Linked DNA regions of Bos taurus: region 2 is linked to region 1. Evidence: chromatin contacts called from public Hi-C data. All regions are on one chromosome and are shown on one strand. Each heading gives the region's core, a stretch centred on a gene start, on an enhancer-like site or on the middle of the called end of the contact. The rest is flanking DNA. Distances are from core to core; before and after follow the strand shown. Region 1 holds the start of GRB2 (growth factor receptor bound protein 2). Region 2 overlaps GRB2 (growth factor receptor bound protein 2).

Region 1 (6,987 bases), core at 2,279-4,778:
TGTACACAGCAAGAATGAATGCATGGAGCTTTTGGACAATGTACTTGTTATTTCTACCCGCATATTTCTCAGAATGATGAACCCTACCCTTCCCAGGTAGGGTATCAGTATTTTTCTACCTGCCCCTTCCCAGGATATGCCCCCAAGTCAGCCCCATGACCCCCATCTGCTGCCCAGTCAGCTCCTCCTCTAACTTGCAGATTTCTCTGACCACTCAAAACAGAGGCAACTCTTCCCTCACTTCCTCCTCCTCTCTGCTCAGCAACTGAGTCCTTCCCTTTAATTTCTATTTTCTTTTTTTCTGACACCATACTAGAACAGTTTCAAAGTAGGGGGAAAATATGGGTTTTACAACAAGACAGGTCTAGGTTCCAATCTCCGATCTACTATATTTGGGTTTCCTTGGGTGAGTTTCTAACCTCTTTAAGCCTCAAATTCCCAGTTTGTGAAATGGGGATGTTATACACAGTAGAAACACTGTGACTTTAGTACAAGTCAGGAGGTAAATAGATACCTCTTGTTGTTTCCGTGTCAGATATCTCCTGCTTAAAAACCTGAGAGGTTGTTACTTGTCAGATCAGATCAGATCAGTCGCTCAGTTGTGTCTGACTCTTTGCTACCCCATGAATTGCAGCACGCCAGGCCTCCCAGTCCATCACCAACTCCCGGAGTTCACTCAGACTCACGTCCATCGAGTCAGTGATGCCACCCAGCCATCTCATCCTCTGTCGTCCCCTTCTCCTCCTGCCCCCAATCCCTTCCAGCATCAGAGTCTTTTCCAATGAGTCAACTCTTCGCATGAGGTGGCCAAAGTACTGGAGTTTCAGCTTTAGCATCATTCCTTCCAAAGAAATCCCAGGGCTGATCTCCTTCAGAATGGACTGGTTGGATCTCCTTGCAGTCCAAGGGACTCTCAAGAGTCTTCTCCAACACCACAGTTCAAAGGCATCAATTCTTTGGCGCTCAGCCTTCTTCACAGTCCAACTCTCACGTCCATACATGACCACAGGAAAAACCATAGCCTTGACTAGACGAACCTTTGTTGGCAAAGTAATGTCTCTGCTTTTGAATATGCTATCTAGGTTGGTCATAACTTTCCTTCCAAGGAGTAAGCGTCGTTTAATTTCATGGCTGCAGTCACCATCTGAAGTGATTTTGGAGCCCAGAAAAATAAAGTCTGACACTGTTTCCACTGTTTCCCCATCTATTTCCCATGAAGTGATGGGACCGGATGCCATGATCTTCGTTTTCTGAATGTTGAGCTTTAAGCCAACTTTTTTACTCTCCACTTTCACTTTCATCAAGAGGCTTTTGAGTTCCTCTTCACTTTCTGCCATAAGGCTGGTGTCATCTGCATAGTTGAGGTTATTGATATTTCTCCCGGCAATCTTGATTCCAGCTTGTGTTTCTTTCAGTCCAGCGTTTCTCATGATATACTCTGCATATAAGTTAAATAAAGAGGGTGACAACATACAGCCTTGACGTACTCCTTTTCCTATTTGGAACCAGTCTGTTGTTTCATGTTCAGTTCTAACTGTTGCTTCCTGACCTACATACAAATTTCTCAAGAGGCAGATCAGGTGGTCTGGTATTCCCATCTCTTTCAGAATTTTCCACAGTTTATTGTGATCCACACAGTCAAAGGCTTTGACATAGTCAATAAAGCAGAAATACATGCTTTTCTGGAACTCTCTTGCTTTTTCATGATCCAGCAGATGTTGGCAATTTGATCTCTGGTTCCTCTTCCTTTTCTAAAACCAGATTGAACATCAGGAAGTTCACGGTTCACATATTGCTGAAGCCTGGCTTGAAGAATTTTAAGCATTACTTTACTAGCGTGTGAGATGAGTGCAACTGTGCGGTAGTTTGAGCATTCTTTGGCATTGCCTTTCTTTGGGATTGGAATGAAGCCTAAACTGTGCATCTTGGCCTTGCTTCTCATTACTCCTCCCCCTAAATCCTAAACTCTTGTCAATCTGAAATATTGGCTGATTTCATCACTCTTTCCTCCTTGCTTTCATGTTGCAGTTCAAACACCAAGTCCTCCCTGACTACCTGAGCACGAGGTAACTGGCTCCCTCCTCTCAGTCCGGTATGTAGTTCAGTGGCCCTCAGGACCAACTGTTTTGTCTTGCAGACTAGGCAACTCTCTTCTAGAAGACAAACTGCTGAAAGCAGAGGCTTTGTCAGGTTCATCTATCACTCTGCACAGTGCCTGGCATGCAGCTGATGCTCAACAAGTACTGAGTGAAAGAACAATTCATTCTCGTCATTTCAGTGGGCTTGTTTTCTCTACAGGATCAGCCGTTTGGTTATTCTCACCTCTAGCTATTTTTTTGGCTTCCAGGAAGCACATTACCATTGGATGCTCTGTTCTCTCCTTTAACTGCAAGGAGCTTTTGGAACTGAAAAATAAGAGTTACTCCTCCAAGCCTCATCTTCTGCCACTCCCCGGTTATGAATTGAACTCCTCAGCATTGCAGGGAACACGACTCTCACGCCTCTGTTCCTTTGTACGTGCATGCTGTTCCCTTTGCCTGGAATGCCCTTACCCTGGCTTCTCTGGCGAACTCCTACACATCCTGCAAGACTCGGCTCCGTCATCACCTTCTCTGAGAAAGCTTTTCTGAGATGGGCAAAGTAGCAACCCCTCTCTCCCATCTTTTTAGCTTCCTCAGCGTTACTCCAAATAATTCTAACAGTATTTGCGGTATTATTTGTTTCTGTTTCTTTTTCTTCCACTCCTCTAGACCCTGAATTCCTTGAGGGCCAGGATTTCTGTTCATTGTTGTACCTTCTATAGTTCGCACAGTGCTTAGCATGTATTAAGCACTTGATTCAATGGATGAACGAATAGGTTAATTCATCTCATACTGCAGAGTTTGATGTGAAGTGAAAGTCGCTCAGTCGTGTCCGAATCTTTGTGACCCCATGGACTGTAGTCCATGGAATTCTCCAGGCCAGAATACTAGAATGAGTAGCTTTTTCCCTTCCCCAGGAGATCTTCCCAACCCAGGGATCGAACCCTGGTCTCCTGCATCGCGGGCGGAGTCTTTACCAGCTGAGCCACCAGCGAAACCCAAGCATACTGGAGAATTTGTTTGGACCAAATTCTCAAATATCTCAAGACCTGGTCCTCTATTTGGAGTTCTTCAAGCTGGAGATTCCTTCCTCCTCACCTCCCCCGCCCTCCCCCCATACCCCAGCCAAATTGCCTCGGTTTGGTGGAAGGGGAAAAGAAGCGATCAGGACATGGAGGACAGTCATTTCTCCGAGTGAGCGCTAATTTACCCGCTCTGGCACCGAAAGGGTTACAAAGACCGCGGCGGGTGGAGCCCGGCCGGTGCCACCTGCTGAGGGGCGGCCCGGCGCCTGCGCCCTGGCCCGTCCCCGTCTACCTGCGGGGGCCTGGCGGGGGTGGGGCGCTTGCGCTCTGGGTCTTTTCCGCCGGGGGAAGTCTCGCGGGGGTGGGGCGGGGCGGGGCCGCGCGCGCAAGTTCTCGCGGGACCCCGACGAGGAGCGGAAGTGAGGCGGCTGTGCTGCTTCAGCGACCGGACGGCGGCGGCGGCGGCGGCGACGACGACGAAGACGGGCAGGACTGTGGCGGTGACGGCGGCGGGGACAGGCGCTGCCCTCTGGGAGCCGCAGCGGGGTCGGCAGCCGCTCGCACCGCTGCGGAGGGGCCGGCCGGGCCAGAAGCCGAGCAGCTGCGCCACGGTGAGCGCGGCCGGTGGCGGCGCCGCTGCCCCGGTGCCCCTTCCTCCCCGCTTCGGTAGCGGGAGTTGGCCCGGGGTCGGGGGGGGTGGCCCGGGCCTGGCGAACCGGGGGCTGCCGGGCCTGGAGGTCGGGAGAGCGGAACCCCCGGGCTCGGAGCTCCACGTTTCCCCTTTTGGGGCGCTTCCTTCCTGGGCACCGTTCCTCCCCTGATCCTGGACAGAGCCCCAGACCGCGGCGCAGGAGGACGGGGTGGGTGGGTTCCTAATTGAATTTCACGCCTTTTCCGTGAGGGTTTTGCGCCGCAGGGGCCCGGGGAGAAGAAGCCCCAGAGCACCGGGCGCTCATTCCGTGAGTCAGTCTGACTCGGCACCGGGAGGCTGGGGGTTCGCGGTGGTTGCGAATGTGGTAATGGATGCTTCTTCAACCTGCTCGGCCACCACGTCACCATCTCCGGGTGTTTGGGGGCCGAATTTTGGGAGAAAACCCACCACTCCTATTAAATCCTGTGAGCGAGGACGTTTGCTATCGGAGCCAGTCGAAATGGCTTTGTTTCTGTCGCGTTTTGTTTTTTTTTTGCGGGGGACTACTCTTTGGAAAAAAACGTTTGTCAAGAAAAATAAGCAGCAGTTGACTGGAATGCTTCGAGGAGAGAGAGGAGGGAATCCCTGGTGTTCTTCATTTTGCAGCGCTCTCCGTGTATCTGATGGTAAGCCCTGTGAGTTACAGCTTATTTAGGGAGTTAAGTCTAGGTTGGCTTCAGGTACAGTAACAGTATAATTTGCAGGGGAGCCCAGGTGCCCTCGAAGTCTGTCTTTGGGTACTGTTGATTCTCGGAAAAAGCGGGAAAGACTTGTGAGAGAAATTAGCGTTAGTCTTGGCTTTCTAGTGCCTCTTTCGCTTCCCTGCTCCCCAGTTGTTTCGTTCTGTTTCTCTCTTTCCACTGCGGACACTAAATGCTTACTCGTATAATGCAAGTCACTTGCCCCCTCCCCCCCGTTTTTTTCTTATCTACTTCCCTTTCCTCCTCATTGTCCCCTCTCTGGTACAGTTTTTTGAGGTTTCGGCTCTTTGGCATAATTTGTTTTCTCCCTCATTTAAAGATCCCGTTTCTCTCCCGGGAAGATGCCCTCTTTCTTGCTTTATCCTTTACTTTTGAGCGTTCACTGTGTTCCTTCAGCCAGCCAGAAGGGTTGCTAGAGAGCCGTGCGAGACTCAAGTTCTCCCGCCTGGGAACTGGGAGGCTCAAAGGATTGAATTCAGCCACAAGTAATCAATACTGCCCACTAGGTCATAAGTGTAGCTTGCTTGTGGTTTTGTGTTTTATTGGTTTTCTTCGTGTTTAGATCACGGTTTTCTGCCTGCTCACGCTTCTCTTTTTATGTCTCTCTGAAAAGGAGATTGGGTCACTTGGGAGCTTATATTGGCTTTTAGTGGGGGTGATGAATGTTCAAAACGAAAACCAATGATAGCCTGTACTACAGTAGAATTAAGGTAGCCTGATACATTTAAGGAAATAAAACTTATTTAGATCATTGATGAATTAATTAAAAGCTTGTTGGTGGTAATAGTACTAATTTGTTCCTTACCAGCCTTCTGAGATCAGGTGTCTTTTCCTGCATCTGTTGTAATCAGCCTTCTTTGTTATTGTTGGGTTTTTTTTTTTTTTTTTTTTTGGAGAAAGAAATAACTTTGTTTTGTTACTCCTTCCTTTGTTAAGAATTTTCTGAATCCCCAAATTAAAAAAGGTTAATTCTTGTAATCAACTTTCTTTGATACTAAAAGCAGGCACTGAAATGCTTGAGGCAGTTTACTTACTCAGCCAGTGTATACAGATTTGGGAGACTGCTAGGTTTTAAATACTACTAGTCAGTGGGACGACAGAGGATGAGATGGCTGGATGGCATCACTGACTCCATGGACATGAGTCTGGGTGAACTCCGGGAGTTGGTGATGGACAGGGAGGCCTGGCGTGCTGAGATTCATGGGGTCGCAAAGAGTCGGACACGACTGAGCGACTGATCTGATGTGATCTGAGTCAGTGGTACTTAGAGATTTTTCTCCGTGATTGCTGTTACTGTGTTGCATGTTGTACAGCAACAGCTCTAGTTGTTACTTAGAACACAAGAGTAGTAGAATTTGGAGAAATGATGTAATAAGAAGTAGAGATCCATCCTGAGAGAAACTAATAGTTACTTGCTTAATTCAGAAGAACTTTCTGGCAGTCTTGAATCCCACTGAGAGCCTTTGGTTCTATTTGTCAAAGCTGGCTTTTCCCAGTTGTGCCAAGTGAGTGTGTTTTCACTCTGTGCCAAGACATGGCAGTGCATGGTCTGAGATGCAGAGCTTGAAATCTGGTCCAGGAGCCCTTACAGGACAGCCTTGTTTCGTTTTGTTTTAATTTAGCATGCATAAGAGTTACCTGTGGGGCTTCCCTTGTGGTCCAGTGGTTAAGACTCTGAACTTCTGCTGCAGGGGGGCGAGGGTTCCATCCCTGGTCAGGGAACTAAGATCTCATGTGGCGTGGCGAGGCCAAAACAAAAAACATTACCTGTGAATCTTGTTTAAAGTTAGGTTCCGGGGCTAAGGTCACACTACACTGCAGAACTCCAGAAGGTGCCTCTCAGTGAAGCAGTCCCTGAATGGGCTGATTTTGATGTAACTGGTCCAAGGGCCAGAATTGCTGTTACAGGATGCATCTGTAAATTTGTGAGACTGCAACGTGACTTTAAATTACTGAACTTAAAATTATACTTTCTGTACAGAGTAAACAATTAAAAGCCTAACAGAATAAGTGACTATAGATGTGATCAGTTTTACATGTGGGAATATTTGTGCATTGTTAGGACTTGGATTTGGGGTTTCCCTGGTGGCTCAGCTGGTAAAGAATCTGCCTGCAATGCAGGAGGCCCCGGTTCGATTCCTGGATTGGGAGGATCCTCTGGAGAAGGGATAGGCTACCCACTCCTGTATTCTTGGGATTCCCTGCTAGTTCAGCTGGTAAAGAATCCACCTGCAATGCAGGAGATCCCTGTTTGATTCCTGGGTGGGGACAATCCCCTGGAGAAGGGAAAGGCTACCCACTCCAGTATTCTGGCCTGGAACATTCCATGGACTATAGTCCATGGGCTCTCAAAGAGTCAGACATGACTGAGTGACTTTCACTTTCAGGACTTGGATTTGGAGCTGTTGAAGTTTATATTTACTGGTCAATGTGCTTAATTGCATCCGACTTTTTTGTGACACCATAGACTGTAGCCCACCAGGCTCCTC
Region 2 (6,987 bases), core at 1,740-4,239, 60 kb after region 1:
TCCTCCTTGGATAGCTGCGGTTACTGGCCTGATGGTTGAAAAAACCACTCTCATGCCTGCTGGTGTCTCCCCACTATAGGGAACTTCAGAATAATAATTGATCAGGAAGCATCGAGTCCAGGCCCCGTGGTGCTTCCTTCCCAGACTCTGAGTGGAAGGCAAGCAATGCTCATCCATCCGAGTTCTGAAAAAAGAAACCATAGTACAGAAAAGACCACGACCTGAACCAAGGGGTGTGGTTGGCCTTTTAGAACTGTTTCACGAGGCAGAGCTGCTCTGTGAATGGATGTCCAGCAGCACGGGGTCAGAGTTGGCTTCAGAGCTGTGGGAGGGCATGGAACACCCTCCCTCCCCGTCCCCTCTCTCCTGCCTTTTAAAGTTTTTGTTAGGGAGGAAGAGAGAAGTTTAAAATGAAGTATGACCTAATACAGCGTTTGAGCTAACAAATGAAACACAGACTGCGAAATGATTGTTGGCATTAGCGTTGCATGAGTTGTATATACTGGCATGGATCCAAATATATGCTCTTCACATTAAATGCCTGTGGACGAGCGCCTATGGGATGAAATATATACTTGAATTGGAAGTAAGCTGCTTCTTCCCATGGTATTATAGCATAAACCCATATTTTTAAAAAAGTTTAAACAGTTTGACCATAGCCATGTAATTCCACATAAATACCACCCTTCATTGCATGCATGCTCAGTCATGTCCGACTCTTTGTGACCCGTGGACTGTAGCCCTCCAAGCTCCTCAGTCCATGGAATTTTTCAGGCAAGAATACTGGAGCAGGTTGCCATTTCCTCCTCCAGGGGATCTTCCCGACCCAGGGATTGAACCCGAGTCTCCTGTGTGTGTGTCCTGCATTGGCAGGTGGATTCTTTACCACTGAGCCACCTGGAAAGCCCACATGTCACCATTGAAAGAAATTAGTTATAAACAATGTGAAATGCTAAGCAGGTGTACATGGTACTAAATGTTTTAACTGAGAGTGACAGCTGTTCCTCACGTAGCATCATATCCCTTCTATTGTGAGACATCCTTTCTCTTGGTGGGGGTTGGGGGGGGTGTTTAGTGAAAATAGGAGCAGACACCAAACTCCCCAACTAATTTTCTATCTTTCAGTCGGGATGCTTATAGTAAGGGTGTGTTTACTATGTAAAACTTTCAGTCAGTACTTTGCATTACTACAGCATTTTTTTTTTTAAGTTGAAAATAAAAATTAGTTAATTTTAAGCTGGAGCAAAAAAATACTGCCTCTGTATCTGTATCACCGTGCACCATAAGGGGAAGGTCTAAAAACACACACACCTACCTGCCAACCATCACTGCCTCTGGGGAGTTTGGAAGAAAAGTCTTGCTTTTTATTTTTATTTCACACACATCTAAGCTATTTTAATTTAGATCCATTACTTATACCTTAAAACAGGAAGACAGAAAGGAAACGCCTGCCTGGTGGGAAGATGGCGGGCAGTCTGTGAGGAAAGAGTGTGACTGTTGAGGAGCTTCACTCCACCTGCCTCTCAGCCCCAGGACTGCTGAGGGCGTGTGCGCTGTCTACCCGAGCGCACAGACCAAACCAGAAAGCACCTACAAGGTCGCAGCACCGGGAGCTGTCCTTTCCTGGCTGGCTGTCATTCTGCTGTGTTACTGCCTGATTTCTCTGGTGTGGCCTTCCTTCCGGGCACTGGAGGACTCACCCTCGAGTTCTTTGTAGGCACAGGAAGATAGGTGGTACCAGCTCCCCAGCAGCTTGGCAGTGCGTTGCCTCCAGTGAGGTAGACACAGGGCTGCAGATTTCAGGCCTGTTCGGAGTCACTAATGGCAGCTTCTGAATGCACCCTTCCCAGCAGCCCCCATCTTTCTCTTGGAATTTTTGCAGAGTGTATTATTTCAGATTGAAGGCAAAAGGAGGAGAGGACGGCAGAGGATGAGGTGGTTAAATAGCATCGCCAACTCAATGGACATGAACTTGAGCAGACTCTGGGAGATAGCGGCAGACAGGGAAGCCTGGCGTACTGCAGTCCATGGGGTTGCAGAGTCAGACGTGACTTAGCGACTGAACAATGACGACAGTTACTTCAGAGACATCTTGCAGTGCAGTCACGTATAAGTAAGATAGATATGTTAGATGTATAACTTTAGTTATTCTAGTTTGCACATTTAATGCATGTTAGATGAAGTGGGTAGGTCTTTATCAGCTACAACTGGTGTCAATTGCTTTTTTTAAATAACAACAGTAAAGACAACTCTGCACAGAGAACCTTGTTTTCACAGTCATCTGTCCTAATTCGTTGTGGCTTTCCTGTGAGAAGTGAGGCGCCTGTGACCTGAAACTGTTTCAGAGATTTCTTCTCCTCTTCCTCCAGGCCCGCCTAGCCGCTCCTGCCCTTTTCCATGACTTCTCCCACTTTTTCTTGTGACCCTGGTGAATCAGCACTGGGAGAGGAGACTCTGTAACTTCCTCCAAATCCAACGAGCTAGCTCTGCACCGGGTAGACCATAGCATTCCTGGTGGTTCCTGAAAACCAACCTCTGAGCCATGACGGCAGAGAGAGGCCTTGAGAGGAGCGTCAGCCACAGCTGCCTGCCGGGGCTGCTCCCTCCCAGCCCGAGCCTCTCCCCTTGGTGCCCTTAGAAGTGGCCCAGCTTCTCGGCCTCCTAGCTTTCCTGCCCCGCCTTCTCTTCATCCCACTGTAGAGGCTGCTGCCTTATCAAGTGGCTGCAGGAAGGCCTGTCTCACCTTAAGTGGTTCATTCTGTGCTCCAATCGATAGATCTGGGGTTTCCCCCGGTGCCTTGCTGATGAGTCAGCTAGGGGCCCACTGGGCTTTGGCTCAGGGGGCCCATCTTTAAGTGTCTTCCTCTGTAGAAAGAGTGGCCCATGATTGTGTCTTATGAGTCACTTTCTGGAGAGTGGGGAAGGGAGGAGACGGTACCCCTCACAAGCCGGGACGGGTGTGTACTGACAGGAGGGCTGAGGGGGAGGCCCTTCCCCTGGTGAAGAGTGTGCTGTTACGTTTGGGAGGCTGGACATCCCGTTTCTTTGTGGGGAAGCAGATGTTGACTGGCTTGCCTTCCTTCCTTAGGTGGTTTTTTGGCAAAATCCCCAGAGCCAAGGCAGAAGAAATGCTCAGCAAACAGCGGCATGACGGGGCCTTTCTTATCCGAGAGAGCGAGAGTGCTCCTGGGGATTTCTCCCTCTCCGTCAAGTAAGTATTTCCTGCTCTGACTGCCTGGAATCCTGTCTCCAGCTGATGGATGTTGTGAAGCCAGGGGCCAGGTGTCTGGCTCCACTCACCGAAGGTGGCAACCTGGGGCAGGTTTCGTCTAAACAGCCTGTTTTAAATCAGAAAACTGTATATTAAAATCCTCATTTCTGGCTCCTCTTCAGAGTTGTCTCTCGCAGCTCTTTAGATGCCTGTGTGGAGACCGTCTTAGTTGCTGCGCAGCTGAGTGTCAGAGAGGAGACACTTGTCAGTGCTCCCCACTCCCCCCGCCCCGCAGTGTCCCCACACACCCGGCTCTGACAGCAGCTGGTCATCAGGTCAGCTGCCTCGTGCACCTTTTCCAGGTGTCCCCCCCAAAGGCTGCCAGCATCAGCAAAAGGTGACCACAGGAGTTTGGGGGCTTTTTGCTTTTCCCAGGGGTAAATTTAAATGTGGGAGGGAGCTGGTATGCAGTGGGGGGAGGCAGGGAGTCATACCACTGTGGGGATCATGGAGAATATAAACTGGAACTTTGAGAATTCTCAGCTAATCACTCCCCACCCACGACATAAGGATTTTGACTCCAGTTGTCCTTTCCACATGTGTTTTGACTCTATCCGTTTCTAGTTAATACTGCAGGAAACCTGCCCCTACCCCCCAACTCCCACCCCAGGAATCTTACTGATCACCTCATCATTTATACGATGAAGGGCTGATTAGATTAAAACTCAGATCACTTTAATATACATTTAAAATGAAGACTGTAGAACTATTTGCCATTTACAAATGATATCAAGATTTTTCAGTTTCAGAAATCAGCTCAATATCTTGTTTCATTTTAGGACCAAATGTGCGGTTAAAGTGTTGGGGTTTTTTTTTTTTTACTGTAGGTTTAAATCGAAAAATTTTTGTGTTCCTTTTCTCTGTGAAGATGTGGGAGGTGGTTTCAGGTAACGTTTTCAGTATTCTCAGCTACATTTCCAGTATAGTTTGGTTTTAGTCCCATCATGAAAAAATCAAGCCATCTAATCATCAGTTTTCCTCTTCTAGCAATGGCTTTTCTTTTTTCTTCTTAATAGGCTTTACTTTTCTAAAGAGCAGAGTTTATGTTCACTGCAAAATTGAGTGGAAGGTACAGAGGTTTCCGTGTGCCCCTCACTCCCACATGCGCAGATCAGCGGCTTTCTGACGAGCCTGACTGAACACATGCAAACGAGGACCTGGTGGGCGAGGAGCTCCTTGAGATGGAAGAGTTTTTATGCTTCTCATCAACTTGCGTTTCCTCCTCTTCTTACATCTTACACAGACCCAAGGATAAACCCAACCGTGGAAGACGAGGGATACAGGCAGTTAATCCTTGAAAGGTGCCCAGAAGCCCCTGGCAGTTCACGTTTGGTTGTCTGATGACCGTGGTCCCTGCCCATGCTCGCCAGGTGGCCACCAGAAAGCTCCCATTTTAGCAAATAAAACCTTTAAAGAGCTCACGTTTTCCTTGCTTTAAAAGTAAAATTTGAAACAGGTGTCATAACCACCTCTTAATAACACAAGCACCCGAGCCAAGGAGGTTCAAGAACCCACAGCCTCAAGTTTTCAAGGTGTTGGGCATCTGTGGTGGAAAGACTCCTGTCGTTAACAGCTCACCCCATCAGGGACCCTGTACCCCTTTCAGAAGCCACGTGCTGTGCACAGCAGTAGAGCGCTTCCCTGAGCCCAGAAGTGCCACTTAAATTTGTCCTTCCTCAATAAAGCTTTCTTGCTCATCCACCGTTTTTCTCATGAACTAGCAGTGCAGTTTCTAAGCTCTTTGCACCTGTACTGACTTCCTTCAAGCTCAGTGCTGCCACCTGCTGGGTTGGTTTTAAGAAGTATTTTTGCTTTAACACCCATGATGGGAGGGCGAGGCTCCCGTTTCTTCATTTAGCAGATGTTCATAGAGCATCTTTGGATGCCAGTGGGGACCTTGAGGACTCAGCAGAGAGCAGATGGGTGGGGCCTTGCTTGAGCTAATGTTGAAGGCAGAGAGCATGATGGTGGTGGGCCATTCCCGTTCAACCAGATCATGCTGTTTTTCTGGGCCATTGTAAAGAGAGCGTTTGTCATTTCTCCAGGTGGTAGAGAAGCCTTTGAGGGGTGAGGCAGTGCCTGGGCCTTTATTTATTGTCCCTACATGTCCTTTTCTTTGAGACCTTTTCAGCGTATGTAGAACTAAAATCCCTGATTAGAAAACACAACTTTAAATTCTTCCCAGTTACAGGAGAATTGTTGGAAGTGTGTCCAGTCCCTCCTTTTCTCACCTTATTTCTTACCCTACCTTTTGTAGTCTTCAGATGTCACACAGGATTTCAGTTCTTTTTTTTCATTTGGCACAGTCCACGGCACGTAGAAACTTTCTGTAGGGTGGGGCTTTTTTTTTTAACAAATGTCTTCAGAATTAGGTTAATAGGGCTTCCTGTCCGGCGAGGATTCTTCCTGTTGTCGCTGGCGGTCATCATCCTGATGGAGGGTCTCAGGGCACTCTCCACCCACCAGGGAGTCAAGTTGTGCTGCAGTCCTGGTCTCCTCAGCCTGGAAGGGCGTGGCCGAGACACAGGGTCTCCAGGGATCCTGCTTGATGGGCAGGTGGCCGCTGGGCAGCCAGGACAGAGCCCTCCAGCCCGGTCTCACGTGTATCCTCTGCCCCTCCCCAGGTTTGGAAATGATGTACAGCACTTCAAGGTGCTCCGAGATGGGGCTGGAAAGTATTTCCTCTGGGTGGTCAAGTTCAACTCTTTGAATGAGCTGGTAGATTATCACAGATCTACATCCGTCTCCAGAAACCAGCAGATATTTCTCCGGGACATAGAGCAGGTGCCACAGGTAAGCCTCGAAAGAGAGGTTGGGATCATCTTTAAGCAATTAAGAATAGCTCCTTAGGCAAGCAGGTATTTTTTTTTTTTTTTTTTGGAAGGGTTACTTCAGGGCCTTCTATGCTCATTATTAACTCACGTTAAAGATTTGGATTTGAAACAGTTTTGCATTTCGCAGAGGCTGCTTCTGTGAAGCAGTGTGCTGCAAAAGTTACCCTGTGTCTCTAGGATGAGGGTCTTTAACACACCCTCACACACAGTTTGCCTGGAAGTAGACTGTGAGGAAAGTCACACCTGTAAGGGGGTGGGGTCCACACTCATGGCTAAAATCCTACGCCTCACGTACTGGTTAGCACCAGCCTGTTGTGTACAAACGTTACCCTTTCGACTTTTCCTAAGTGACACAGTGATGGGAACTGAAATATTTCCTCATCTGGGATTGTAAGCAAAGCTCCAGGGGCTGTTTCTGCAGTTCTTTCCTGAAGCAGTACCTGCTGCTGGATGCTGGGGCGAGGCTGACCACCTCAGTGGGGACCCTGCGGTGGCTTCCATCATTGGTGAAAGATTACACGACCCCCCCTAGAGTAAACTCCATAAGAATTTGTGGAGGGGAGGAGAAGTGAGGGGTTGTTTCAGAAGGTGTGGAGAGGCTGGCGCGCGTTCGTTTCCCATCACTGTCCGCTTCCAGGGGGCTGGCCACAGTCGGATGCAGTGTGTGTTTTTTCCCTGCCCTTTTCTGCAGCAGCCAACATACGTCCAAGCCCTCTTTGACTTTGACCCCCAAGAGGATGGAGAGCTGGGATTCCGTCGGGGAGACTTTATCCACGTCATGGATAACTCAGACCCCAACTGGTGGAAAGGGGCTTGCCACGGGCAGACCGGCATGTTCCCACGCAATTACGTCACCCCCGTGAACCGGAACGTCTAAGAGTC

Evidence for each region. Hi-C and Micro-C count contacts between places; a contact is called where the count stands out from the background.
Region 2: a contact with region 1 is called in a Hi-C map of liver, with 3 times the contacts expected there. The contact joins the enhancer-like site here to the promoter of GRB2 in region 1. A contact is called at or near these places in 6 of 11 Hi-C or Micro-C datasets (blastocyst, blood, liver and 3 more).

Annotation. Positions count from the first base shown.
Region 1 is chr19:56,113,685-56,120,671 of ARS-UCD2.0, forward strand. GRB2 (growth factor receptor bound protein 2) reads left to right here and starts at 3,529. Exons shown (of 6, transcript NM_001034630.1): 1 at 3,529-3,717.
Region 2 is chr19:56,174,507-56,181,493 of ARS-UCD2.0, forward strand. GRB2 (growth factor receptor bound protein 2) reads left to right here. Exons shown (of 6, transcript NM_001034630.1): 4 at 3,089-3,211; 5 at 5,896-6,064; 6 at 6,797-6,987. The coding sequence ends at 6,982. Among named protein-coding and RNA genes, the nearest start is that of SLC25A19, 28 kb to the right of the region's middle. Within about 2 kb of position 2,990, at least 29 of the 102 cell types and tissues checked have an H3K27ac peak or open chromatin away from gene starts, as enhancers often do. A contact at or near this core is called in liver and skin fibroblasts, where this site is marked.